2 separate regions of the Larimichthys crocea genome follow, and region 2 is linked to region 1. A link is a contact called in public Hi-C data. All regions are on one chromosome and are shown on one strand. Each heading gives the region's core, a stretch centred on a gene start, on an enhancer-like site or on the middle of the called end of the contact. The rest is flanking DNA. Distances are from core to core; before and after follow the strand shown.

Region 1 (2,551 bases), core at 38-2,537:
TGTTATTCCCCAAGCCTGCCGAATAAATATTGGATCAGATGTTTAAAAGAATTGGGGGGGACAGAAACGTTTTGACTGAGTCATTAAAACAGCAGAATATACACTGTCAAGTGATGTGCAGTATTAACGTTCAACTGGGTGGAAGACGTGATAGGAAGTAAAATACTATATCTGTAGTGACAGTAAAACAGATCAAGAACTCCTTTATGAAACCCTGTTTATAATTCAATTAATAATTTAATATGTTATTCATGTTTAAAACAAGTTTAAACATTCAAAATCAGAAGGGAAAAGAAGAGTTTAGAAGAACGTCATGAAACGGTGGCAGCAGTATCAGGAGAATGAGATAAAAGAATAAAGTAGGAGGGGTGAGAAATGGTTGAATATACAGAAAAGAACAAGGACTAAGACTAAGAATAGGTCACACTTTTTGTCACCATATATGTGTACATATATATTGCAGTTAGGTATGTATGCACACTTTGCACAAGCTAAATATACATCACATTTCTATGTGTCTGTTTATAGATATTATTATTACTATTATTATCAGAGGTGTCAAGTAACAAAGAACAAATAATTTGTTACTTGAGTAGAATTTTTGGGTAACCCACACAGGGCGGGATCTAAACACGGCACAAAAATCATGAATGTACCCTGATTGTAGCTCAATGCTCAATCTTGTATTATAACATATATAATGTCGAAGAAATCATCGAGTCCAGTTGAGAAGTTTGCTGTGGTGGTCTTCCTTCTCTGCCCGTTGCTCCCACAAACTCTGGACACTGCTGGACAATGCACAAACCAAATGGCAGCGGCCACTTCTACAGACTCCAAAAAACTTGCAATACTTGCAAACCGAATTTGCACTGTGTACAGCCAACTGTTTACATATTTCATTTTTGATAGACCTCACAGTTTATACTGTAAATTCTGTCCATACTGCCATATTTATATTTATAGTGATAATTCTGTTTATACTGTGCCATATTGCCACATGGATGTCTTTTAGCTTGTATATATTTTTATATTTATATTTTTTTATTATATTTTATTCTTTTTAACATCTTTTACTTCTATTTATATTTGATATTTAGTGCTGTTTGCACCGGGATAAGAGGGAAACGCAATTTCAGTACTCTGTATGTCCTGTACATATAGCAGCATTGATAATAAAGTTGACTTGACTTGACTTTATGGACCCACATTTAACTGTAAACACAGAAAATACAACTGTAGTACAATTTAACACAACAGAAACCAGTGACGGGTACAGCCACAGGGAGGCAGTGTTGTCGTAGTTCGGACATCCCGCCACACGGTGTCGCTGTGAGCGGCGCTGCACGCCGTCTCCTCTTTCCGTTGTTTACGTTTATCCAACAACATGGAGGACGAGGTGGACGTAGACATCGAAGGAGACGAGTTTGAAAACAGCCTCAGGTGAGAATAGTTTTGTTTTTGTGTCTTAGTCATGTGTGCTGCAGCCCGCACAGGTGTATGGAGAGCTGGCGGCAGCAGGACTTCACTTGTCCGGCTTAAGTCCAGCACGGACCGGACCAGCATGGACTGGTACCAGTTCACCTCCCGAGGACAGTCCAGGTGGGTTTAGTCTGACACATCCTGGTCTCTGTGTTGCAGTGAGCTGGATTCAGGAGGTTTAGTCCAGGAGCAGTTCATCCAGTCCGCGTGGAAGAGCAGCGCCGGGATACTGGTATGACTTCATGGAGCCAGACTCAGCTGTCACTGTCCATGCCTGTCTGTGTGTCTCTGTGTGTCTCTGTGTGTCTCTGTGTGTCTCTGTGTGTCCCTGTGCTGACTCTGTGTGTCCCTGTGTGTCTCTGTGTGTCCCTGTGTGTCCCTGTGTGACTCTGTGTGTCTCTGTGTGTGTCTGTGTGTCTGTGTGTCTCTGTGTGTCCCTGTGTGTCCCTGTGTGTCTCTGTGTTGTCTCTGTGTGTCTCTGTGTGTCTCTCTGTGTGTCTCTGTGTGTCTCTGTGTGTCTCTGTGTGTCCCTGTGTGTCTCTGTGCGTCTCTGTGCGTCTCTGTGTGTCTCTGTGCTGACTCTGTGTGTCTCTGTGCGTCTCTGTGTGTCTCTGTGTGTCTCTGTGCTGACTCTGTGTGTCTCTGTGTTGACTCTGTGTGTCTCTATGTGTCTCTGTGTGTCTCTGTGCTGACTTTGTGTGTCTCTGTGCTGACTCTGTGTCTCTGTTGACTCTGTGTGTCTCTGTGCTGACTTTGTGTGTCTCTGTTGACGCTGTGTGTCTCTGTTGACTCTGTGTGTCTCTGTGTGTCTCTGTGTTGACTCTGTGTCTCTGTTGACTCTGTCACTGTGCTGTGTCTGTGTGTCTCTGTGCTGACTCTGTGTGTCTCTGTGCTGACTCTGTGTGTCTCTGTGCTGACTTTGTGTGTCTCTGTGTGTCTCTGTTGACTCTGTGTGTCTCTGTGTTGACGCTGTGTGTCTCTGTTGACTCTGTGCTGACTCTATGTGTCTCTGTGTTGACTCTGTGTGTCACTGTGCTGTGTCTGTGTGTCTCTGTGCTGACTCTGTGTGTCT
Region 2 (2,551 bases), core at 21-2,520, 230 kb after region 1:
CTCTGTCAGCAGTTTTCATTGGGACTATTTCTTCTGTGAAAACTGTCTGCGGATCGTCCTGAATAAGATGCAGAAAAATAAAATGATCTGTATGACTAATGATGATAAATTTATATAAATAATATATCTGTAAAGTACATTTATATAAATGTATATTAATATTATAATTTTTACATATATATTAATATTATATATATAATTATATAATTATTTTTTATTATATTATTTTATTTAATTTTATATATATAATGTTATTATAAAATGTATATATTTATAATTTATTAAAATATTATATAATAATACTAAATAATTTCCCTCCTGGGATTATTATTATTATCATTCTGATAAGTGCCAGTTACTTTATATGCACAATCCTCTGTCAGCAGTTTTTGGGACATTTCTTCATGAAAACTGTCTGTGGATCGCAAAATAAGATGCGAAAAATAAATGATCTGTATGACTAATGATGATAATTGTATATAATAATATATATATAAATAATACAAATAAATGTAATATAATATTTATTATTATAATTTTACATAATTATATTATTTAATATTATATTTTATTTATTATTATATTTATATATATCATATATATATTATATATATAATATATAATATATATATATATATATATATATATATCCATGTATAACATTTATAAATAATAAATAAATAAATAATTTCCTCCTGGGATTATTAAAGTATTTCTGATTCTGATTCATGAAGCATCTTGACCCTGAAGTATAAGTTAAGTTAAGGATTATAAACCAGATATGACAAAGTGAACATGCGCCTGAGGTCTAAACTCAGGACACACCTGTCAGTGCAAGCTCAGGCTGGCATGAGGACAGAATATCCTCTCAAAGCTGTGTGTGCCTGCAGCATGCGTTATATCCACATATGCCATATTACAAATGCCTGTTTAAATACTTGTGAGGTCTGTGTAACAAACCTGGAATGTGGACCGACCTCTTGCGTTTCCTCTTTCCTGCGCGTGTTTACCTTCAAGATTCACCTTTAGGCTCCGGACAACAGAGCCCGTATCTAATGACATGTGAGAGATATACATATACACACACACACACTGACTGTTCAAAGCTGCTTGGTGGAGAATAAAATGAGAGTTTGAAGAGTTTGAGGAAAAAAACACCTCCAGGTTTCATGACAGTGACTAACCTGCGCAGTGCCAGCCGGGCCACATTCCTGAGGGATAAAAAAAAAAAAAAAGTCAGTCAGTGAGTTGCGTTAAATGCTCAACCGGAGCACAGACCCGTTTGACAAGACGGACTGTTTTTGAAAAGATGAGTGTGACACGACTCAGCCTCGCTCAGAACCATCTCCTGCGCGCACGGGACGCACACTCCTGTCGGACAGGTCGATGAAAGTGTTGGAAGTTTATTCAGTTCATGGTTTGATTTCATCGGACACACAATGAGAGGCTGAAGACAGAGTTCACTCACCTGAATAACAAGGCTTTTGTCGTTTCGGTGGATCATTAAAAAAAACACAATGGATCAGGTAGGTCTGTTAAAATCTTCAGATCCGTCTTTATTGATCATTTATTATATCTTAGCAGTTATATTTCAACATATTATGACATTTTATGTTGTGTTAACAGGTGTAAGTCTTCCTGACTGTCAGTCTTGACAGTGAATTGAGTAACATTTATTAGTCACATGTAAGCCTCTGTGTGTGTTCCTGATTCTGGCTACAAACCAGCTCAGCAACAAAACTTACAAAACTAAACCTTCACTGCGTTGTGACGGTTGATTTTCCTCTGCTTAGCACCACACTATCTTTAACAGGTGACCCATGTTTTGTGATCTTCAGGTAAACATGTCATTTATGTATTTTCCTGGTACTAGTTTTCTGCATTGTTTGCTTCGTTCACCAGGAGGACGTGTTGGACTTTAAGGCCCTGATGGCCAAGTTTCAGGATGAAGAAGTCCTCCTGAAGCAACCCAGGATCAAACCTGCTCTCCCAGAGAAACCAAAGGTTGTCCCTCCTCCCCAGAGCCCGCCTCACTACCTCCCCGCAGGAGCACGCCCCTCCCTGCTCACCTCCATCAACCAGTCCCTAGATGGGAAGATGGCCCCCCGAGTGGTCTTCAAGGATGAGAAGAAGGAGAGCAAGAAGCCTCTCATCCAGACTACCTCGAAGGGAAAAGACAAGAGTGAAGCGAAGCTGATCAAAGGGAAAGACAAGGCAACGAAAGGAAGCAAAGAGAAGCCCGAAGAGGCTTCGTCAGATCAGAAGCAGAAGAAAGAGAACGGTAAAGACAAGAGGTTCTCGTTGGTGCTCCCTGGAGCGCCTAAGGAGAACACCGCAGAGCTGGTGCCAGCCACGCCTCCACCTAAAGTCACACCAGCGAAGAAGAAGGGCTTCCTGGGATTCAGGAAGTCAACAAAAAGAAATTCATACGAGGTATCGGCTGATCCGATCATGGACTCCCCCAGCTCAGAGATTCCCGGACAACTTCCTCTTATCCCGGTGCCTCCTGACTTTGGTGACTCACCACCAGAGCCTGAAGTCTCTGCACCGA

What was found. Hi-C and Micro-C count contacts between places; a contact is called where the count stands out from the background.
Region 2: a Hi-C map of muscle shows a contact between it and region 1, with 2.8 times the contacts expected there. The contact joins the promoter of LOC104919126 here to the promoter of mysm1 in region 1. A contact is called at or near these places in 2 of 7 Hi-C or Micro-C datasets (both in muscle).

The regions. Positions count from the first base shown.
Region 1 is chrXVII:11,485,329-11,487,879 of L_crocea_2.0, forward strand. It overlaps mysm1 (Myb-like, SWIRM and MPN domains 1), which reads left to right and starts at 1,288. Exons shown (of 20, transcript XM_019273582.2): 1 at 1,288-1,440; 2 at 1,639-1,711. The coding sequence starts at 1,385.
Region 2 is chrXVII:11,715,546-11,718,096 of L_crocea_2.0, forward strand. It overlaps LOC104919126 (FYN-binding protein 1), which reads left to right and starts at 1,271. Exons shown (of 20, transcript XM_027290220.1): 1 at 1,271-1,526; 2 at 1,903-2,551. The coding sequence starts at 1,518.